Linked DNA regions of Mus musculus: regions 1, 2, 3, 4, 5 and 6 are each linked to region 7. Evidence: chromatin contacts called from public HiChIP or PLAC-seq and promoter capture Hi-C data. All regions are on one chromosome and are shown on one strand. The core of a region is the stretch at or near the end of the contact, and the rest is flanking DNA. Distances in the headings are between cores, read along the strand shown.

Region 1 (3,178 bases), core at 80-2,579, 670 kb before region 7:
TGCCAAAAGAAAGCTGACCCTCTTTAAAGCTTATGACCTCAAGTATTTTGTCACAGAGATGTTTTCATCGATGGAGGAACCTTTTAGAAGTAAGGCCTAGTGGAAGAGTCAGGTCATCTGAGAATGCCTTAGAAGGAAGGCTGGACCCTGCCCTTCCCAGCTCTCCCTGTCAGCCGCCTGGCTGTAAGTGTAACAGAAGGTGCCCTAGCTTTGAGAGATTAAGCAGCGTCCCACAGTACGTGGAGGCCTTGATGGGTTCTGCCTAGTGTACTTGCCAAGAACACCTTCCTTCTGGTGAGCGGCTTGCAGTTCCCTCCTGATTCTAGAAGTCCAGTGTTCCTTCTGCCCTAGGAGGCTGTGTCCTTGGAGGCCTGGCCACTGTGGCCACAGCTCCTTCAGTCTTCTCATTTCTGGGATCTTCAGGGCAGCGTTTGTCCTCTTCAGACTCTGCTGAGGATCTCATTTTGGACTTGGGTCCTCCAGCAGCTCTGCTCAGTTGGACCCTGCTCCTAACCGGAGGAGAGGCACACTATCAGATGCCATGGCAGACAACAAGAAACCCTCTCATTTGTGGGAAACTCCATTTATCACTAGTCAGTCTGGAGCAACATCAGATAGCTGCACTGGCTGTCTGCCCCTGTTGACCATAGGAGTCAGAGAAGGGCTCTCACATTGTGTCTGTCTTCTTTGCACCAGAACAGTGAGAACTATATTCTTCAATGAGGCTCAAGTGCCTTAGATCCCCACTTGGTTGCAGCATCTGATCTGTTTCCAGATCTCTGTTCTGGCTTCAGTCTACCCCTCAGCCCAGTAGTACACAGTACTTCCCTGCCCCTTGGATCCTTGGACCTGCACTGTGGCCTCCTTTTCCCTCTGGTCAAGCTCCCCAACCCCCCTGCTTGGTGGTTTTGAAGTGTGCTTGGTAATTAGTCAGTGCACAGTCCAGTCCCTGCAGAGCTCCCTCACTGAGCCAGTCCTCACCCCTCGCCTTGTCATCCCACACCTCAGTCCAGCCTCTCTCAACCTCTACAGAAACCACCTCTCCTGCAGCAGGAAGACCTTGCTCAAGTGTGCTCTTAGCTTGATTGGTTCCAAGTGACAGAAGCCAAGTAAAGATGGTTTAAGCCATAAAGGGAGCTTCCTTGTGATTGGGTAATTTCTCATGAACCCTGGTGGCACATGGTGGGCCTGCCTGTGTCAGCAGCAGCCCCACTAGGTGTCCACGGCTCCTTCCCTCCTGGTGCCGCCCAGGAGTGTCTGCCTCCTCGCCTCCTCATTATCTCATGTAAGGGGCAGGGCCAATTGAGGCCACACCCTCTGGTTTTGAGGCAGGAAGTGTGATTAGCTCAGCAAGCGTCTGCTTCCTAGGCTGCAACCAGGATTGCAGGACACACTGGGCCCAGGAACTCCCACACCGTTTTGAAATGGGACTGCAGGCAGTTTTCAGAGAGAATGCCATGTGGCGCACAGTCATCCAAGCCCTCCAGTACATATGCAGAGGGCTATCAGCTTGAGACTGAAAGAACCCCAGGTACCCAGCCAAGGCACACATTGAAGGTCATGGGGTGAGCTTAAGTAGATTCGAAGATTTACCTAATGGTGCTTCGTGCCTGGTAAAGAATTTTTGGAAATGTTTAGTGAAAGACAATATTTCTGAGGAACTTAAAGGTTGGTTGTCTAAGAATGTTATTTATACTTTTTTGAGGTTATGAATGTCTTTGACTGACCATTTATAAGTGAATTCAATAATGTATAACGTCACTAATAGCCTGGTTGTTGATCTTGCTTTGGTTGGCTGTTTTCCCCGAATGAGGAAGTTCTTAGCAACAGCAACAGTGTGTTGTGTCTCCATGTCTTCCAGGGAGGCTACCACAGACACTAGGCAATTAGAAACAGGCCAGTAGGCCCTTGCTCCTGGTCTAAAGGCCCCAATTCAGTGGAGAAGCTGTTGATCTCTCCTGTTAGGCTTCAGCCATTGTTCACGGTCTGCTATGGAATTAATCCTTTAAGAAAGGGATAAAAAAAACTGCCATTCAGCACAACGCAGTTTGTCATCGCATGCATAATGCAGGCTTTCCAATTAGAATGCTACAATTTGGAAACTTTCTTCACAGACTGATGAGAGAGCAATTATTTTAAGAAGGGAAAACTGAGTCCACTGGGTTTGCCTCCAGTCACTTCTGACTCAGGCCACAAAGACAAGAGTTTTGAAATCATATTCAGTATCGAATTTTGTATCAAAACAGCAGCAAGGAGAGCAATTAGTTGCTGTAAACTGAGCCCCGGGTAATCAATGGTATGCAACCAGCCAGAGCATTTATGGAAGATGTAAGCAGAATCACATCTGTTAATCAATTTTATAAAAAGCCAGCACCTCGCTGTTTTTAGGGAGACTCCACTGTAAGAATAAGGGGAGATGGAGGAGCCAACCGGTAATGTCACCAGGCGTTTATTCGGTGCTCATTAGGTAATGAGGTCTGTGGCAGTCATTCACAGACCTGATCTGCGGCTGTGAATCTCTCTGGTAGGATAAAGTCTGCCTCTTTGAAAATGGCTTCTGATAGTGGGGTGGAGGGGGAGGGGTATGCTTAAGGAGCTCATCTTCTTTAAGGTCACAAGGAGTGTCTTTGCTGAGAGATCACACTCTGCAAACATTCCCGGCCAGGTTACAAGCCAGAAACGTCTCTATGCTGTCGGTGCAAATACCTAAGAACAGACTTTGCAGGCAGACAGACGCGCGGGTGGTGTGGGCGGTACACTGTGCCTAACAAGAGCCCAGTTCCAACCTGAAGAGGGGAGCCTGGTTCAGGTTTGCTTGTAGGGTTAAAACTGAACCTGCTTTTTCAGTAGAATCAACAAAAGGACTGATTCATGATGAAGCCTAAATCCCAAACAAGTATGCATCCTGGCACATGAATTTGGATCTTATAAAACTCCCCGGGTAGAAGTCAGAGCCCTGCACTTGATAACCCGATATCCATCAGTGTCCCTTTCCACTCGAGTCACCGTGACCCTGCATTCCCCAGGGACTCTTAATAGAAGAATAGAAAGGCGATGTCTCAACCAGTGTGTGCTCTTGGCTGCAATTCAGGACAGAAAAAATTTAGGCTAGGAAAAATTACTAAGGTAAAGATCGATGGACTAGGCTAATAAAAATTAATATCTTTAGCATGCCAAC
Region 2 (3,095 bases), core at 4-2,503, 770 kb before region 7:
CCCTCACTGGCCCTGTCCTTCACAGGCGCCTGTGGACCAGCTTGCTTGGCTGAGGTTTCAGTTTGGAGGCCCACTTGGTGTGAGCAGCTTTCTAGCACATGCCTCTTGAGATCCTCTAACAGTGGGGCAGGGGTGGTGCATGCCTGGATCCTAACACCCAGGGCAATTGAATCTACAGTGACTTCCAGGACAGTCAGGGCTACACAGAGAAACTCTGTTGCAAACAAACAAAAATGATCCTCTTACAGAGACAGTCTACAGGCTTCTGTTGATTCCCAATTCCCTCCCACCTTCATAAAGCTTACTCTCTCAAAGTGTTCAGAGTGTAATGTCTCAGCTCACTGGGCATTTGGGGAACTGTCCTAGGTGCTGAATTGAACTTTGCTTTCTTGGCCTCTGCTTTCATAGTCTTGGGGTTAGAGGTGAGTGCTACCACACCCAATTTGTTTAGTTCTTTAATGTGGAAACATATGGGGGCTATGGCTACTTTCTGCCTGTATTGGCTTGGGTTTGTTTCTTTTGCTTTTCAACATTACAGAATAAACTTGGACAGAATAACTTGAGGTCTTTGCGTTGCCCTTGAAGCACGTGTTATCTATCCATGGTCTGCACCGCAAAGGCCATATGATAATTATTCTTTGCCAGGAACTTCGCATTGGTTTGTTGGTTTGTTTGCTTGCTTATTACTCTGAGAGGTGAACTTAGGGCCTCACACACTCTAGGCAACATTCTACCATCGAGCTCTGTTCCCAGCCTGGAACTCCTTTGCAGAAGCAAAAATTAAGTTCCTGAATTTGAATCTGATTTGCAGAGCCCCAGCTCCCTACAAGTTGCTATGTGCTGATGCAGGGTTACTGGGTTTTTTTTTTTTTTTTTTTCATCAAAACTTGGCTTTTCTAGAAGCTATTCTTTTCCTAGTGACTGGCAGGAATCATTACTCTCTGTGGCAAGGAACCAAAAGTTGGCAGGAGCCTTACAATAATTGTCCAATTGGATTTATTTTTTTTAAATTCTCATGCCAATTTCCAAATTATCTTCAGTTACAGAGCTTCTGTTTTCTGTAAAAGGTTGAAAGTGAGAGAGATGCATGCAGCTTCGGTCCTGCCCAGGTTAGCTGTGGAGGCACCAGAGGTCCTTCCTCAGCACACTCTGGACAGAAGCCAGCATCACAGTATATCCTAGAACTGAGCCAGGAGCAGAAGGCAGTTTCTGTCTGGTTTGGAGATGCGTACATTGTGACTGACTCCTTCAGTGTGTGGAAGAGCCAAGGATCCCTTTGTATCCCTGGGCAGGAAGCACTGAGGGTCCAAGCAGTCGCAGCTGAGCTTCTTGCCTCATTCTTGCAGCATGAATTGACAAACACTAGAAGGTCTGACCTCTATCCGTGAAGTAATTTCTGAATATCCCTGAAATAGAGGTGTGAGCTGAACCCCATCATTTCATGCCCCCCCCCCAGTGCTCTTCCTGTGTCCCTGCCTTCCAGCCTGTGCCAATTTGATAATAACAAGCCCAGAACAAAACACATCTGTTTATTTTCTCTCATCTGCATTAACAACTAGAAATGATTTTGCTTGTTTGAGCTTCCCTCTGTCTAGATTCCTGATATTTATTTTGAATTTGCGTTTGGCAGAGTAAGATCTCAATGCATGCCAGGCTGACAGGTCTGTGTATTTGGTAGCCTGGGATGGGTTTTTCCTCACTCGCTCTGCTCTGCGGCTTTCTGTCTTTACAGTCTGACTTTTATTGTCCTGGATCAGCTGTCAGCAGTGAATGCACCTTTATTTCAGACTGAGCTGGATAAGATCACATCCATGTGTTCTGTTCCTTCACCTGCTCAGTTTACACACTTTGGTGTAACGGTGTACTAAGATATTAAAGACCCAGGATTGAGGGGGCTGGGAGAAAATGGGTCAGTAATCTAAATGAATGGCTTTATTTTGTTACTAATTTTCTAGATACACTTTTAAAAATGAGATATGCTTTACACACCAAAGGTCTTTTCTTATTTTACTTTTTGAAATGTTCTCGAGCTTTGGCTGTGCTGTGATGAGTAGCAGCACTTCCCTCTCGCCTGTGACATAACGGTGTACCGCAGGGTCAGCAGTGGTAGGAGGAGGCCTGTCAGCCGGTTAGGTGGTTCTTGGAATGGAATCTTTGAGCTTTTCTGAAATAGCTGCAGGAACCACCCATGTCCAGTGTCTGTGTAGATGCATGTGTAGAGCTTTCTAGGTTACTGTCGTGGCTGTAGCTGTAGCAGCTCAGTGCTGACCTCTCTGAGGAGCGGCTATAATGTTTTTCATGGGGAGCCTCGGAGCCGCCTGCTGTAACACACTGTCAGTGGTTGTCCTCATGCTCATGGACACTCCGTGCTCTTGATTGGCTCCTCCTGGAGAGCAGTGCTGTGTGTGGCGTACCTCTTCCTGCTGATGTTGAAAGTGTACGTCATCTCTGGGAAGATGTCTTACTCAGCTCCTTTGTTTATTTTTAAATGGAGTCATTTTTGTTTACTTGGCCAACATATGATTATGCTGTTTTGTTTTTTTTTTTATTTTAGCCATTGGGTTTTAAACCTCTATATAATATGGGTTCTAGATCCTTATTTCTGTCATTTAAAAAGATTTTTCTCGCATTGTGTGGAGTGTCTCTTTATGTTCCTAACACACTTGCTCTGGTGTGTGTGGGGGAGGGGGCTTGTGTATGCTAAGCATCTACTTCACTGCAGTATCCATTCTCCCTCAAACATTCTCGTTTTGATGAAGCCTAGTTCATCCCCTTTTCATATCGGAGTAGCTCTTGCCTGAGCCAAGCTCATGAAAGCAGACACTTACGTTTTCTGAGAGGTTAGACCTTAGACCTAATATCTCCTCCATTTTGAGATAATTTTGCAAATGTGTGAAGCAGGAGTTTGAATGCATCCATTCTGTATGACCGTGGTTAGTTGTCCTTCCACCAGTGGTGGAGAAGTCTCTCCTAAGCCCCCCTCAGTGATCTCTGTTGCTGTCATGTCTCCTGCTTTTGTGGACTATATTCCTACGTGGTTTACCTTGTCTGTTGTGCTGGTGATGGAACTCAGAGCTGCACACAAGCTAGGCACG
Region 3 (2,989 bases), core at 320-2,819, 750 kb before region 7:
CTCCCTCTCCCTTCCCTGTGGAGGAAGGAAAGCAGACAGGTTCAGCAGGGAAGCCGGGGTGGGGTGGGATGGAGGAACCCAAGGCTCTGTGCATGCTAAACCCCCGGGCCTGATTAGCATTTCCATAAACTCTGGCAGCCGGTGTTATATTTGTGTCCTGGCAAGTATAAGAGTCTGCTGGCTGCAGAGGAGCTGTGAATGCATCAGTGGTAGTGAGACACACACCTGTGTCAGGTTGGGAGGTTCTTGGGAGGACGAGCACACATAGGGTGCTAAGTGCTTCAGTGGCTCAGCTTGAGGGTACTAAGCACTTAGCACCCCATGTGTGATTTTGGTGTCAGTGCTGAAGAAGTCAAGAACATACTCTCTTTCAAAAAGAAAATAAACACAAAGAATGATTTGTTGCTCTTGAAAATATGGATGGACATGGTCTTACAGTTTCATACTTTAAAGCATATGTGAGCCTTTTTTTTTTTTTTTTCTTGGAGGATCTGTAGATTGATGGAGCAAGATTTTCTTCCAACTGGATAGCAATACGTTTGACTTTTAGAAAATGAGTTATGTCAGTCCACGCCAAGCCAGTGAAACCCCACCTCACAGCTGCAGAAATAGCCCGGGGAAGTGACAAATTAGTGTTCCTCATCAGCCTGTGATTAGGCTTAGCATCTTTTAATAACGAATGTGACTCTGCATTGGAAGAGGATAAACTGGCAGTTTTTACAAAGATAGAGTCTCCCAGGAATTTTGGTGATATTTAAATTTTAATTACTTTAGATGTGGGGCTATGAGAATGCTGAAGGTATGGCTAAAAATCCTGTCACTCAGGGCTCCAGAGATGCTTTTTCCTTGATGGCATGTGTGACTGCTGATCTAGGAGAGAGCCATGTGTACACTGTGATGCCCGTGGGATTTGCAAGGTGGGGAGCAGCTCATTGAAACTACTTACTAACGTTGAGCCATTGCGACTTCTTTTTCTTTTTGTGTTATTACTCTGTGCATAAAACCATCCCTCTTGGTCTTATATTTGTTGTCTAAAACTTATATTAGTCTTTCCCTTCATTTTTATGAAAATTAAATTAGCCATTGAGACAAAAAGGGGCATAAGGAATAAGGACATTCAAATGTTTCTTATCACAGTTAGGTGCAGGGAAGAACGGTCTGGAGGCATTAAAGAATGGCCATGGCTGCTTACAGGAGTCACTGTGGTGCATTTCTGAGCTAGCCTTGTCTACATTATTTTGAGTATGCTGACATGCAGAGTACAGATAGTAGAGTCTATGGCTTCAGGAAGACACACAGGCGAGAGCAGCAGCCTGTCCTTCAGTAATGGATCATGGCTATCAAAGTGACCTTGAGAAGTGCCCATCTCATACACCCCATGTTCCTGCACATGACTGTGTATCACCCTGGGCAGAGCAGGCCTGTCTTGTCTGCTGCTGGATGAGCTCTGGGAGTCCTCCAGGTGTTCTGTGCCCACCACACCAGGCTGCTTCTCCTCACTGCTGCTTCACTGCTGGATACTTGCAGAGTGAATTTCTGTTCTTTAGGAAGAGAGCCAAAGTTCAACTCTTGCACAATAAAGGGTGTCATCTGTGCACAGTCCACAGAATGGTAAATTGTCCTGGGCTGTACAGATCCTCTTTCAGTAAACTAATACTGCTGAGATCCATTAGAGCCACGGGGGCTGCCAACTCCTTACATCCAGACTCATCAACTTGGTTTTTGCTGACCACACAGTCAGCAAGAGCAATGTGATAAGCCTTGGATGATAAACATGGTTCTGTTACAGAGACACAATGGATCACAGCCGAGAAGAGAAAATGTTTTAGATGAGGAAAATAAATGCCAGGAGCAAGGTCCTTCTGGATGAGAGCAAGGCCTTCTGGTTCTAAGAGTCCTGTTTCCTGTGTGAAATCTGGAAAGGAGGAGGAAACAAACAAACAAACAAACAATGGCAAAAGTGTCCTTAATGTTTCACATCAACCTTCAGCCTCAGGCTCCTGCAAGTTTGCAAACAATACCAGGGAAACCTTTGACTCCAAAGCATTAAAGGCAGACTTCAGTGCTTGCTTAATAGAGTAGAGGCATTTGTTGCAATGAAATGCAGATCTTCTGCTAGTGGGGATTTATTGTGCTGCTATAGCGTCTTTATTATTTCCTATAAAATACAATCTGATGTAAAAATAACTGGTCCTGTGACACTTACAAGGTTGAATCTGATGGGATGTCCATTGCAGATGAATGGCCCTGTGAATAATTTATGTGTATTGTCACTTCTGTGTGGATTCTCTTAGACCCACGGTAATTAGCAATAAGTTCTAAGGTAAACCAGGGAGTAGAAGTACCAGAAAGTCATGTAGGTTAGTGAGCTCTATTGATCCTTTAAAATAACTCCATAGTAGCGACCATGGGAAAAGAGCCAGTGTTTTTCCAAGTCTGATTAATAGCTGATTTAATTCATAAGCCTTAAGCCCAAAGCAAAGATTCATTTGTTTTCAATTCTGTTTTATGATTTTTGGAGCATTGGAGCTTGGGTAGTTTATTTAAATGAGGTACATTTATGACTTTTAATATGATTGTCCTCCCATTTACACAGAAAGTAATATATTATATTCAAGGAGGCAGGTCTAATGAGTAATAGTGGTCATGAAATAAAAGAAAGTGATATGGATTCCATACTGGATGTCACTTTGCCATCGCAGACACACTTAAGTCTTTTATATTACAAGGAGCTAAAAGTTACCCAGATGAAAGCAAAGTGGAATTTATAATCAGGGAGCAGGGAGGGCTGATGGAACCAAGGCAGGAAATGAGCACAAGCCTCATTAGAGAGCAGGCGAGGGCTGGCCCGCCCGCGCTCCTGGGCTGTTGTGACTGAACACCCATTTCTCAACACAGCTTTCACTCAGACTGGCTTTCCCTTTTCTAGTGATGATTTGTAGCCAGTTTTCCTCATTTCAGAGTAAGACTCCTTCTTAAAGAATCACCA
Region 4 (3,011 bases), core at 496-2,995, 660 kb after region 7:
AGCCATGGAGGTGTGGGGAGACCCCATGTGTGGCAGGTGGGAAACACAAAACAAGTCAGGAAACTCAGCATTACAGAAAGGCACACTGTTTTTGTACGTCATCTACAACAACAACAAAACCATCAATAAGTAGCCAGACATCCAAAGCCACCAAAGCCAAGAAAAACGCCAAACCCTCATGGCTACCTTTAATATCCCTGTGGAGTCTCAAGAGACATCAAGATGTAGAAAACACCTTTGGCAGATGTGGAGGTCATCCAACCCTCATTTCTGCCAGACAGCAAGGGAATTCTGAGCCACGCTTGGGATACTGTCTCTAACATGCCTTACTTCAGTTGTACTGTGTAAGCTAGGCATCATTCAGATATTCTGTAGCTAGTGAATTGATACCCACAACTAAAAGCCCATAAATACTACTGATGCTGGCACATCCCAGGGAATCAGAGACCCCCCAGGCTCCGGGCACTCCCTGGCTGATACCATGAGAAGGAAAGCAGAGAGCTGAGGTGGGAGCCAAGACCTAATGACATGCTCAAGCTCCCACGATCCTACCAACAGGCTCCTGAGAGAAACAAGGTGGGTTAGCCTGATCCACGCCATCTTTCTCCCACCCAGGCAATAACAGGATATGGATAAAAAGCCATTTCCTGCTCTCATGTAAGGGCTCCAGAAAGCACTATCCTTTCTCACACAGCCTTCCGAATCAGGGCTTCTTGACTCCCGACTGATTACGGACAGGAGAGGAGTAAGTCAACAGAAAGAAAAGGACATGAGACAGTATTTACAGTCCTCAGGCCAAGCTAATCTTGGTTTCCTAAGGTCCGGTTCCTGGCTTACCAAGGCGGCCCAAGCGGGGTGGTTGCCTGCCAGCACTAGTAGACTCAGGGGTCCACCCTAGATTTCTAGAATTAATTTCTGGGAGCCGTGCTAGCGACCTGCAAAACGCGTTTGAGAACTGCTACTTTAAGATTTTGTTTTTGTTCCTCTGGAGTGGGGTTGACGTTCTAATTCAAGGTTCGTCACAACTAATATTATTCCAACATTCTGTTTGGGAGATCATTTAAAAAGAAATCTCAAATTTCTAGGTAAACAATTGTCTATCAGCAAACAGACACCGTGAAAGAGCTTGGTTGGTCAGAGTTCCTGGCCTGTCTGTTAGTTCGTTTGCTGAATTCTCACTTAAAAGATTAGATTTACTTCTAAATAGTAAATCAGCCCAATCCAGGAATGTTCAGAAAGAATGACAAATTCCCACAAAGGGGAGGAGGTGTCCTCATGGCGCAAGCCTGACGACACTGTCTGCTATAAAAAGTTCTTATATGCAAGAAAAAAATCTCCCAGTTCTGCACTAAGCATGGGATGACAACAGAGGGGCGACAGGACCGACAGAAGATTCCAGAGGTTCTGGGAAAGCGCGACCAACCTTCCCCAGCCTGGGCTACCGGTGGCCCTGCGTGGTTGGTCGGCAGCCTCGCCCGGCTTCTCCTTTCTCCCCAGGCCGGGGAGGAGCCCGCACGGGGCCTCTCAGGCCGCAGCGTCGCGCCCGCCGCCATCATCAGCCCGCGCCATCACCTGCCCGCTCGCCCGCCCACCCTGTCACTCGGCACTCACCGGCCGCTTGCTGCCGCGCTCTCCGACACCGAGCCCCGAAGCCACCTCCAAGCTCCGGCCACCGCGCGCCCCCGCCCTGGCCGCGGATCCCCGGTTGAGTCACCCGGCCCTTCAAAACAAGAGCCCCGCCCACCGCGGGGCATGCCGGGAAGGCCGCGCGGCTCGCCCCGCCCCCGCCGCGGACTCCGCCATAGGCCGGGGCCTCGCCTGCCTGCCCGGCCGGCCGGGAACTGGGGCTCTTCGCCAGGGCGGCCCAGTAACGCGCGCCGCCGCCGCTTGCGCTCCATCACCCAAGGGGCTCAGACAGGAAAGCGAGCTGCAGGCTCGAAGGTGAAAGAGGCTGGGTCGCCCCGGAACGCGTGATGCTCACGGAAAGATGAGCCTATCGCCTTTGTGTGGCGGATGGATATGAACTGCAGCCCAAAGACAGAAAAACATCAACAACAACAAAACAAGATAAAAGAGAAAACAAAAACTTCCCCCCAACTCTTGAGTTTCACGGAACAATCTGCGATAGCAAACAAGATTCTACAGGTTTCATGTTACCTGGAAGCAAACTATTAGAAAGCTGGTTGCCTTGCTTCCTGTGAACCGCACAAGGGAACCTGAGAGGAGGAACCTGGCTCCATCTCTCAGGGTCACGGGGACTTGTGGCTTTTGTACTTAAGAAAGTTATCAGACCAGTTGATTACACCATCACAATGATTGCACAGACTTCTAGTTTTGGGTGTTTCGTTCTATTGGGGGTTTGCTTGTTTTAACCTTTATTTCCCTTCTCCCTCCTCCCTGGCTCTCCACTCTTAATACATGGGGTGTTCTTTGTTTTTTGAGACAGTCTCCTTTATCCCAGTATGGCCTTGCACCTCTGATCCGACCTTCACCATGTGAGTGATGGATAGGGTTACAGACAAGCCCTACCGTAGCCGAATTATGAAGGGCTCTGGTGTAACCCAGGGCTTCATGCACCCTAGGCCATTATTCTACCAGTTGAGCTACGTCTCCAGGTCCGAGTTCATTTTATTGAGATGTGACGCCGCAGCCCATGTTGAATTTGCTGTGTAGCCAAGGATGGCTTTGGACTCCTCATCCTCCTGTCCCTGTCTCCCAAGTGCTGACATTATTCTACTTTAAAACTGCTGCTGAGCACTAAATAAACTAATAAAACCACGCAAAAAAATATAGGGAATACCTGTGTGCACAGCATTAATCCTAGCACTTGGGAGGTAGAGGCAGGAGGATCAGGAAATCGAGGTCCCCCTTATTTGGCTTATGTTGCTTCTGGGGGGGGGAGGGGAGGAGGGGGACGGGTCTACCTTGCCCAGTTTCCCCCATACCACCTGTCACTAAGGGAAGTCAGGGAATCCAGTCAGGAAACTGGGTCTACAAAGTGAATTCCAGAA
Region 5 (3,130 bases), core at 230-2,729, 650 kb before region 7:
TGATGATAAGTACGATAGTTCATCTGTAATGAGCACTTGTACTCTATATAAACTGCAATCCTGAATCGTGTAAGCGGTCATTTTCCACTCTGCTTGGAAACAGAGGCTTTCTGCTTGGCTTAGTTACAGCCAGAATTCGGGGGTTTCCCTTCTCAACAACATGATAGTTTCAGAGGCATATTTTTTCCACAAAATAGATAAGTTAGCTTTCCAAGCTTGTCCAAAATGTGTAATGGTTACTCTTGTCCTCAAGTGTCAAAGGCAAATAAACAGTTCTAAGATAGCCGTGTACAAGTAAATGATGCTGTGCGTTCTTGAGCTGCCTTCCACTGTGTCCTGGCTTTTTCTCAAGGGATTAGTGCATCTTGAAGCTAGCTCAATAGCTTGGATCATAAAACTGCCAAGTCTCAAGTTATTGTTTTAAATTTCCTACGGGAGATTGCATCTTAAGTATAAAGGGGACTTACCCCATGACTCGGTGCCCTTACTGATGGGGGGAGGGGCGTGTCTCGTCATGCTGTTTGCTTTTCTCACCCAAGTCACAGGCTTTCAAGATTTGATGGAGTGCTTGCATTGATTTTTAATTTTCTTAGTCACCAGAAAATACATTTAAAATATAAATAGGCAAAAGCTTTACACTGTAACCTCCCTTGCCTCTGTGTCAACATTTTTGCCTTTCCTTGCTGATCCCAGGTCCGTAAGACTGCACATCCTTCTCTAACAATCTAAGCTTGCTTGTCATGCTGCCCCTCCTCTTGTCTCCTGGAATCACTTAGTCATGCATTTCCTTCTGTAGGTCTCTCAATGGTTCTACCATGAACAAGACCAACAGCTATTGATTTGGGGATGTCACAGAGGCCTCGTGGATCCCTGTGACATGAGCCCTGGTGCTTCTGTGGTCACTAGGCACTGTTTTCTGACTGAATCCTCCTGAAGATGTCTGTCCTGACTCTTACCTTCTTTTGTGACTTGCTAAAGTCAGAGAAGAGGCAGAAGTTGTAAGATGACATCTCATTTAAAAGGTGACCTTGCCGGCCGGGTGTGGTGGTGCACGCTTTTAATCCCAGCCCTTGGGAGGCAGAGGCAGGCGGATTTCTGAGTTCGAGGCCAGCCTGGTCTACAGAGTGAGTTCCAGGACAGTCAGGGCTACACAGAGAAACCCTGTCTCGAAAAACAAAAAACAAACAAACAAAAAAGCAAAAGGTGACCTTGCCATCTTGCCTTTTTGGCACGGAAGATCATATTTGTTCAATGGAAAAGCAGGTTGATAAGCTCTGTGTGCTGGAGGAGTCAGGAGGGAAAGAGCAGACCACTCCCTGATGTGCTGCGTTCTCGTCGCTGTGATAATGCACAGAAACAACCTACAGAAGAAAGGGTTTATTTTGCTTTATGTTCCCAGAGGAATAGAATCCTTCATGGCCAGGACAGCATGGCCTGGCAGCAGAACAGAAAGCTGGCTGGCAACCTCTCAGCCGTATACAGGGAACTGAGAAACAGCAGGAAGCGGGGGAGGTATAAACCCTGAAAAGGCCTGCCCTGGTGACATACTTCTTCTAGCAATGCTGCACCTCCTAAAGGGTCCATGGCCTCCCCAAACAGCCCTACCAACTGAGGACTAAGCACTCAAGTGTGTGAGCCTATGGCGACTCCCACACTCTAGACAGTGTGTACATCACATACATACATACATACGTACGTACATACATACATACATACATACATACATACATACATACATCACAGAGGACTCCTGTCCACTGCCCCCTTCTCAAGTAAAAGCAACCTGGAGTTGAAGAGCTTGCTTCGAGTGTCCACTGAAGTTACAAGGAAGAGGAAGGAGGGAGGTAAAGCCAGGGTGGGGACCAAGAGAGACTAAGAGGGGACAAGAGAGGTTTCATGTTTCCTCTCATAATGGATTGAGAACATGAAGGCATAAAGGAAACAGGAGGAGGAAGAGGATTTGCATCATTGGGGGAGGGGAAGAGGGCTAGCAGAGGGTGGATATAAGCAAACTACAACAATCTGTGTATAAAAATGTCACAATGAATACGCTTCATTTTGTATGCTAACTAAAAATAATTAGAAATTTAAAACAATCAGTTAGAAAAAAGTGTTCAAATCCCAGGACAAATGGATAGATCACAAGGACTGTTATTAGAAATGAAAATAGTAAGCATCTTTCCAGGGCTCAGCTGCTGAGCAGAGAGGTGGGGCAGGTGCCCATGGAGCCCTTGATTGCACCCCACATTTGCAGGGCTGCTCAGGGCTGTGCTTGTCGTCCTCCTGGCCAGCCATCTCTGAAGCCCCTTGTTTCCCAGATCCGAGTCTGGACATCCCGTCTCCTTCCTCCTGCCGTGTCTCCAATTGAAATGGTCCCTCTGCATGTAAGGCTGAGTCTGTGCCTGAAGTGCACTGGCCCAGGTGGAAGCACAATTTTAATCAAACGTGCATAGAACAACTCAATTGCTACCAAAATCCCAAGAGTCCTAGTGCTATTGGTAGCCAGATTTTCACTTGTTTCCTGGGTTTTGGTTTCTAGCCCAGCCTGTTGTCATGGGGGTTTGTGTAGATCATTTGAATAGCATTAGGATTTCCAGTTCTCTTAAGAGTCATTTTTATTTTTTATTTGTATGTATGGAATGTTTTACTCGCACCATTTGAGCCTGGTGCCCATTGAGGCCAGAAGAGAGGGTCAAACCGAAGCTCACCTATGCAAAGCCTATGCTAAAGCAGCAAGCATTGGCTCTGGGTACCTGTGGCTATCGTTCCTTGCCTGATTTCTCCTGTGACGTTTTCCAGATATGTGGGTATCTGAGGCCTGGGTCTTTGCTGACAAGATGAGCATGCCAGTCTTTCTTCTGTCACTGGCCTTCTGAGGTGATCTCAGTGGTTAACTTTAGCAGTGCATGAGAACCATGGTGTCACAGGGAGGCAGCCTTCCCACATGTCTGTCTGGCTTCAGTCTGTTTGCAGCACAGTCCTCTGGCAGAGCAGGGCTGTGGTTACAGTAAGCCTGCTTTTGCTTTCAGCTGCTCTCCGACCCCCAGGCTACTGACCTTTTAGGATACTCTCTTTTTCTTTCTTTTTTTCAGTGCCTACCAGCAGACATAGCTTATACGGGCCTCTAACT
Region 6 (3,090 bases), core at 500-2,999, 610 kb after region 7:
TTTTTTTTTGGTTTTTTGAGACAGGGTTTCTCTGTGAAGCCCTGGCTTTCCTGGATCTCACTCTGTAGACCAGGCTGGCCTCAAACTCAGAAATCTGCCTGTCTCTGCCTCCCAAGTGCTGGGATTACAGGTGTTTACCACCACTGCCCGACTCTCTGTATGTTCTTAACTGCTGAGCCCTCTACCCAGCCCCTATAGTCTTAGGGGGCTATTTGTATGCACACAGTGAAAGCACCAGGCCAACGCACACCAGTGCCTGAGAAGCACCAGGCCATTGCACATCAAGCCCCATTCTGGATCTGTGTTGGAAAAAGTACTCAGAGTCAGCTGATGAGCGTTGCCCTGTGGGGAAGAGGAAAGGGGGAAGTAGCAGCAGGCACCACTACCCCTGCTTGGGAATTTATTTTCAAATGAGAGACATGATGTAACCCACATCAGGACTTGAGAGGCTAAGGCAGGAGGATTTCGAGAGTTCAAGGTTTACCCTCAGCAACACGTTGTTTGTGTTACCCTGAGACCCTGAGCTACATAAGACTGTCTCAAAAAAATTTTAAGAGGCAAAAAAAAAAAAAAAAAAAAGTAAAAAAAGTATTAGCAAGATAATGAATTCAATAATTACAATGCAATTAAAAACAAAATCAGCCGGGCGGTGGTGGCGCACGCCTTTAATCCCAGCACTCGGGAGGCAGAGGCAGGCGGATTTCTGAGTTCGAGGCCAGCCTGGTCTACAAAGTGAGCTCCAGGACAGCCAGGGCTATACAGAGAAACCCTGTCTCGAAAAACCAAAAAAAAAAAAAAAAACCAAAAAAAAAAAACCAAACCAAAATCAAAGCGGGGGTGGTGGTGGTGGTGGTGGTGGTGGTGGCGGTGGCACACACCTGCTGTAATCCCAGCACTTGGGAGGCAGAGGCAGGTGGATTTCTGAGTTCGAGGCCAGCCTGGTCTACAAAGTGAGTTCCAGGACGGCCAGGGCTACACAGAGAAACCCTGCCTCGAAAAACAAAAAACAAAACAAAAAAACATAAAAGAAAAGGGAAAATCAGAACACTTACTAGGGGCGGCTTGGGAAGTGACTAACAGGAGGGAGCTCTCTTCTCGCTTGCTCCCAGAGGACTCCTTTCTAGGGAGCCATTCATCGTTTTTTCAGGACTTTAAAACTTTCTAATCGAGGGCACTGGGCTCAGTTCTCTGGAAATCAATGAGAGGCTTTAAGTTGTGCACAATGGAGAGGTGTTAGGTGTGAGAGATCACCTGATCCCAAACAAAGGCACGTTAATCCTTTACAATAACGAAAAATAGGAAGGGCCACGGGTTCCAACAGACTTATGGCCACAATGATCTGAAGTCAAGGAGGATGGGGTAAAACTCAGATTAAATTTCAGAGAACTAAAGACATCATCCAGCGAGTGCACGCCAAATGCTAAATCCCCGTCACGGTAGTTGATTGCATTGGTTTAGTTGATAGAGAGCCAATGTTAATTTCCGGGTGCAGAGCCCGGTGCCTTATGTAAGACCTTGAGGGAAGCTGGGTGGGTGTTGGCTTTTACGGAACTTCCAGGTTTTCGTTTTGTAACTTCTGGCGAGTCTATAATTATTTCAAAAGAAAAAGTAACATAACAAAGGCCAGCTAGTCCAGCCCATCACAAAGCCACCAGGGAGCCCGCCCCGCTCTGCACTCGTAGGGCCTCCTCGGCTAGGCGCAGTCGGGTGAGGGGTGAAATGTGGGCGGGGCGCCGCCGCGCACGCGCAGTCCCGCTGCCCGGCGAGCGCCGCTGGCGGGGGGCGCATGCGCAGTCTCAGCCGCGGCGGCCCCTCTCCACAGTCTGAGGGGGTACCGGGGGAGCCTTGGCCCCTCCGCGCCGCCGTCTTTTCCGGCAGTTGGGGTTCTTCCTTTTGTCCTGTCCTGTCGCGGATCGGCAGCTGCGCTCATTCGGAGTCCCCGGCGTGTCGCGGTCGCTCTGGAGCCGCCCGCACGTCGCGTCTGCGCCGTCTCTGTAGCCGTCGGCCCCGCGCCTCCCTCCCCCCTGGGTCTGGTGAGTGTCTCCCGGCCGTCGCCTCAGGCTTGCCGCCTCGTCCGGCCGTCCCACAGCTCCTGTGCACTCCAGGGCTCCTGTCAGCGTTCTCTCTGTGGTCCCCAGAGCCCCCTTGTCCGTCCCTCTCTTTCTACGCCTCTGTCCTCAACCGGGACAGGCAGCCGCTCCCTCCTTTCCTAGTCGCCAGCTTTGTGTGTCTGCTGCCACCGGCTCGTCCCCTCTGACCTCGGTCAGTACCACTCTGCACCTTAGGATGAGAGAACCAGAGGGTGTCTGCACTTCGAGAGCTCCCCCCACCCCGGGGTAGGTGTGGGACCTTGGAGGCTGTCCCCCTAGTCCGCGATCAGGGGGTACCGGGCTTCCCCTCACCTTAAGATCCCCGCCCGTGGACTGCAGACTGTTAAAATTCGAGAAAAGGGACCGAGCTGGAGGACAGGGAAAAGTGGCAGAAGAGTCGGAGGAAAAGTGTGTCAGAAAGCGCATAACGGCTGCTGCCAGCGGCGCCCTGCAAAGGACCCAGAGACATAGGGGAATCTTGCTCTTTTTCAAGATGAATAGGAAGGTCAGCGGCGTGAAGTAGCTTCACTGCTTCCTCTTCCTTCAGCTCACCTTGGCTGTGAAGTAGCCAGTACATACGGTTTCCCTAAACAAAAAAAACAAAACAAAACAAAACAAAAAAAAACAAACCACATCGCTGCAAGAATAGCTCCCTGCCCCACCCCACCCAAACATCAGATAGCAGCTTCCTCCTAACCCGATGGCTCTGTCCTCAGACTCTGGACAGCACACCAGTGTACACACACACCCACTTCAACATCAGGCATGTTCTCCACTCCCGGGAGTGGACTTCACAAATGGAGCATTTTGTCTGAGATGGGGTCTGAATGTGTACCTATGCCTGGCCTGGAATTTGCTTTGTAGACTAAGGTGGCCTAGAACTCACGGAGATCCTCCTGTCTCTGCCTCCTAAAGGAATATGCCTCCACAGACCAGCCCACTTGTGACTTGTGACTTTACTTTTCTTTCTTCCTTCCTTTCTTCCTTCCTTCCTTCCTTC
Region 7 (3,159 bases), core at 493-2,992:
CTAATGCCTAATTTAAAGCAGGACCTGCTCTAGAATATCACTAAATAAGCCACACCTTGGCCCACCCAGACGTTCTCAGGCTCCTTCACTGTGTAAATTCTCTTCCCCTGGTTCAAACCATAAATCCCTACATTCGCCTCTCAATTGAGAATATGCAGCTTATCAGAAAAACCGAACTTACCAATTCACTGAATTTATCTTATATGATGTTTCAGGGTTATTATTCTTGCAAGGAAACACCATGACCAAAAAGCAAGTTGGGGAAGAAAGGGTTTGGGTTTTTTTTTTTTTTTTCAGCTTACACTTCTGAAGTGCAGTCCCTCATCAATGGAAGTCAGGACAAAAACTCACACAGGGCAGGAACCTGGAGGCGGGAGCTGATGCAGAGGCCATGGAGGGGTGCTGCTGACTGGTTTGTTCAGCCTGCTTTCTTATAGAACACAGGTGCACCAGCCAAGGGACAACCCCACTCACAATGGGCTGGGCCCTCCCCTATCAATCACTAATTAAGAAAATGCCTTACAGCTGGATCTTATGGAGACATTTGCTCAATTAAGTTTCCCTCTTTTCAGAGGACTCTGGTTTGTGTGCCAAGTTGACAAAAGACCAGCCAGTACACATGACCAACATTCAGTACTGTACAGGCTTTCCAAAACCTCAAGGATTCTACATTGCAAGCGCATCCCTGACCCAGTTCTGCTTCCAGAGCAGACTGCAAGGATTGAAAGCCCACAACAGCACCCAGCACCTCTCCCCCACTTAGAACTGTTCCTCCCACTTTGTCTTTGTTTCTAATTTTGCGTTTGTGGAGCTGCAGATACAGCTCATTTGGTAGAGTCCTTGCCTTCCAAGTTCTGTGACCCTGCGTTCAATCCCCAGCACCGGCCTTTTAAGTCAGCTTTACATTGTGAGCAGTTTCTGGAGAGAAGGCTGACCCACTTCAGGAGTGGCCCACCCCGACGCTCCAGTTCCCCTCGGAGATGGAATGGAAGACTTTTATTTTCAGTATTACAGTTCGAGGGGTTTAGGCATGCTACCCTTAAACTCCTGATCACACTTAAAATCAACTCCAGAGAGTCCACGCCCTCCGCAGCCTTCCAGGCGTCCATCTTCAGACTCCCTAGACAGGTTCGCCACTCCTAGGAATCAGTGGGGACGCCTCTGCCTCAGTTTCTCCGTCTCTGATAGACCCTTAACTGGGACAGTGCCTGTTCTCGACCCCATCCTTCTCCTCGCTGGGAGGCCCGCGTCCGTTACAGCGGCTCCGGCACGGGTCCCGCTCCCGCGCAGCCGCCCTCCAGCTCGGGCCTCAAGCCGCGGACTCGCCTGGCCTCGCGGCCCGGTCCCTCCGGGCCCTGAGGTGGCCGGAGCCCGCTGCCTCGGCGCCTCCCCGCCGACCGGTGTGCGCGGCCTTCCCCCGCTCCCGCAGCTCGCCAGGCCTCTCGCCCTCACCTCAGTCCCAGCCTCCAGCTGCAGCCACTCGCAGTCCATCCCCAGCCGCCGCAAGCACCAGCTCCGGCGGGCCGCGAGCTGCCCCGAGACCAAGGGGTCGGGCTCGCCCATGGCCCGACCGGCACTGGGGCAGCGTTCAGCAACCAGCCAACCTCTAGCCTGAGCTCCGGCCGCCTCCGAGGTTCCTCTCGCGCAACTTAATCTACACACAAGACAGAAGCAATCGCCCGGGGATCGACCGCGTTGAGAGCGCGGGCCCGCCCCAGGCCTGGGAAGGCGGGCAGTGCGCGTGCGCAGCGGGAGGCGGGCGGGAAGTGCGCAGGTGTGAGCCTGAAGAAGGACGAGCGTAACGTCTGCTGCGGACAAAATCCTAAACTAAAGCATAGATTTTAGGACTTGGAGGATGGCTCAACGAGTAAAGCTACTTGCTGGCAAGCGTGGAGACGATGCTCAGGCTTCACCTATATGGTGGCTGGGGAAAACTGACTTTTCAAATTGGCCTCTGACTTCCAAATGCGCACCCTAGCGGGTGGGTGTGGGTGTGCGCGCGCGCCTGTGTGCGCGCAGAGTAATAAACACTTAAAAGTTATAGATTAAAAATTATAGTAAACAACAGAAACACTCTCTTTCCTTGGGTTCGTGAGTATAATAATGACTTTCCCAATACCTTCTTTCCTCTCTGCGCTCTCCAAAGCCAGTACCCCAGATCCAGCAGCAATGAACCTGAACCTTTATTTGTATCCCACCCCTTTTTCCTTTGGCAGAGTGTGGTGGAGGATGAGGAGTTCAAGGGCATCTACCGCTATGCAGTGAGTTAGAGGCCAGCCTGGGATATGAGACCGTGTCTACAAAACAAACAAAAATTGCTTTATAACACGGTGATGACGGCCATAACCATTTTATTGAGAACTATAGCCTACTTTGGGTTGGGAGTAGGAGATTCTGAACATTGAACACACAGCCAAGGATGTACTCTGTAGCTAAATTATACCTCCACCCCATTATAACCCACTTTTGAGTGATTTAGAAAAGTCTGATCATTTTAAGGTTGATTCAGTCTATTCCTATTTAGCATCTATTTGTTTTTCATGACCTCATTTTGTTTCTGAATCTTTAAAAATTATACCAGGCAAATCTGTAGAGATGGATCGCATTACCTGGGGCTCATACAGGGTACAGAAGGAATGGAAATGGGCTTGAAGGGGCTAGGGAGATGAAACTCTCCCTTCTCTCTCCACGCTGAAGTTTGGGTGTTTAAGATATGTGTGTATGGGCTGGAGAGATGGCTCAGCGGTTAAGAGCACGGACTGCTCTTCTGAAGATCCTGAGTTCAAATCCCAGCAACCACATGGTGGCTCACAACCACCCGAAAGGAGATCATGAGATCTGGTGCCCTCTTCTGGTGTGTCTGAAAACAGCAACAGTGTACTTACATATAATAAATAAATCTTAAAAAAAATAAAAAAAAGATATATGTGTACATGTTTTGCCTGCATGTATGTCTCTGAGCCAAGTGCATGCCCAATGGCTGCAGAAACCAGAAGAGGTTGTTGGATCCCCTGGAACTGGAGTTTATTATTTTTATGGATTGTTTTGGTTCGGTTTATTTTTATGTATGTGTCTTGCCAACATGTATGTATGTACCACGCGTGTGCCTAGTGCCTGTGATGTCCAGAAGAGGATATCAGATCCCCTGGAGCTGAGGTA

The links. Promoter capture Hi-C pulls out the DNA fragments that hold promoters and counts their contacts. HiChIP or PLAC-seq counts read pairs in DNA pulled down with a chosen protein or histone mark.
Region 1: a promoter capture Hi-C map of the HPC-7 cell line shows a contact between it and region 7, with 3 times the contacts expected there. The contact joins the enhancer-like site here to the promoter of Rnf8 in region 7. A contact is called at or near these places in 8 of 39 promoter capture datasets (the 3T3-L1 cell line, 3T3-L1-derived adipocytes, the HPC-7 cell line and 4 more), 2 of 115 datasets of contacts at active chromatin or transcription factors (embryonic forebrain and pro-B cells) and 1 of 9 other capture datasets (embryonic stem cells).
Region 2: a contact with region 7 is called in an H3K4me3 HiChIP or PLAC-seq map of forebrain, with 5 times the contacts expected there. The contact joins the enhancer-like site here to the promoter of Rnf8 in region 7. A contact is called at or near these places in 2 of 39 promoter capture datasets (hippocampal neurons and liver), 2 of 115 datasets of contacts at active chromatin or transcription factors (embryonic forebrain and forebrain) and 2 of 9 other capture datasets (embryonic stem cells and embryonic trunk).
Region 3: a contact with region 7 is called in a promoter capture Hi-C map of liver, with 2.1 times the contacts expected there. The contact joins the enhancer-like site here to the promoter of Rnf8 in region 7. A contact is called at or near these places in 7 of 39 promoter capture datasets (the 3T3-L1 cell line, 3T3-L1-derived adipocytes, the C10 cell line and 3 more), 1 of 115 datasets of contacts at active chromatin or transcription factors (large pre-B cells) and 1 of 9 other capture datasets (embryonic trunk).
Region 4: an H3K27ac HiChIP or PLAC-seq map of thymic regulatory T cells shows a contact between it and region 7, with 4 times the contacts expected there. The contact joins the promoter of Kctd20 here to the promoter of Rnf8 in region 7. A contact is called at or near these places in 1 of 15 datasets of contacts at CTCF or cohesin (large pre-B cells) and 1 of 115 datasets of contacts at active chromatin or transcription factors (thymic regulatory T cells).
Region 5: a promoter capture Hi-C map of the HPC-7 cell line shows a contact between it and region 7, with 4 times the contacts expected there. The contact joins the enhancer-like site here to the promoter of Rnf8 in region 7. A contact is called at or near these places in 6 of 39 promoter capture datasets (the 3T3-L1 cell line, the HPC-7 cell line, frontonasal cranial neural crest and 2 more) and 4 of 115 datasets of contacts at active chromatin or transcription factors (astrocytes, embryonic forebrain, embryonic midbrain and 1 more).
Region 6: a promoter capture Hi-C map of pre-B cells shows a contact between it and region 7, with 2.3 times the contacts expected there. The contact joins the promoter of Stk38 here to the promoter of Rnf8 in region 7. A contact is called at or near these places in 2 of 39 promoter capture datasets (neural stem cells and pre-B cells) and 1 of 115 datasets of contacts at active chromatin or transcription factors (memory CD8 T cells).

The regions. Positions count from the first base shown.
Region 1 is chr17:30,278,647-30,281,824 of GRCm38.p6, reverse strand. The region is part of intron 8 of Btbd9 (BTB (POZ) domain containing 9); the gene reads left to right. Among named protein-coding and RNA genes, the nearest start is that of Zfand3, 280 kb to the right of the region's middle. Within about 2 kb of position 1,329, at least 65 of the 459 cell types and tissues checked have an H3K27ac peak or open chromatin away from gene starts, as enhancers often do. A contact at or near this core is called in the HPC-7 cell line and embryonic forebrain, where this site is marked.
Region 2 is chr17:30,387,154-30,390,248 of GRCm38.p6, reverse strand. All of the region lies in intron 6 of Btbd9 (BTB (POZ) domain containing 9), which reads left to right. Among named protein-coding and RNA genes, the nearest start is that of Btbd9, 190 kb to the left of the region's middle. Within about 2 kb of position 1,253, at least 17 of the 459 cell types and tissues checked have an H3K27ac peak or open chromatin away from gene starts, as enhancers often do. A contact at or near this core is called in forebrain and hippocampal neurons, where this site is marked.
Region 3 is chr17:30,359,426-30,362,414 of GRCm38.p6, reverse strand. The region is part of intron 6 of Btbd9 (BTB (POZ) domain containing 9); the gene reads left to right. Among named protein-coding and RNA genes, the nearest start is that of Btbd9, 220 kb to the left of the region's middle. Within about 2 kb of position 1,569, at least 22 of the 459 cell types and tissues checked have an H3K27ac peak or open chromatin away from gene starts, as enhancers often do. A contact at or near this core is called in liver, where this site is marked.
Region 4 is chr17:28,951,170-28,954,180 of GRCm38.p6, reverse strand. It overlaps Kctd20 (potassium channel tetramerisation domain containing 20), which reads right to left and starts at 1,745. Exons shown (of 8, transcript NM_001356300.1): 1 at 1,612-1,745.
Region 5 is chr17:30,258,495-30,261,624 of GRCm38.p6, reverse strand. All of the region lies in intron 9 of Btbd9 (BTB (POZ) domain containing 9), which reads left to right. Among named protein-coding and RNA genes, the nearest start is that of Zfand3, 260 kb to the right of the region's middle. Within about 2 kb of position 1,479, at least 19 of the 459 cell types and tissues checked have an H3K27ac peak or open chromatin away from gene starts, as enhancers often do. A contact at or near this core is called in the HPC-7 cell line, liver and pancreatic cancer cells, where this site is marked.
Region 6 is chr17:29,006,654-29,009,743 of GRCm38.p6, reverse strand. It overlaps Stk38 (serine/threonine kinase 38), which reads left to right and starts at 1,749. Exons shown (of 14, transcript NM_134115.3): 1 at 1,749-2,033.
Region 7 is chr17:29,613,372-29,616,530 of GRCm38.p6, reverse strand. It overlaps Rnf8 (ring finger protein 8), which reads right to left and starts at 1,742. Exons shown (of 8, transcript NM_021419.2): 1 at 1,453-1,742. The coding sequence starts at 1,563. It overlaps Gm28043 (predicted gene, 28043), which reads right to left and starts at 1,742. Exons shown (of 28, transcript NR_132314.1): 1 at 1,453-1,742.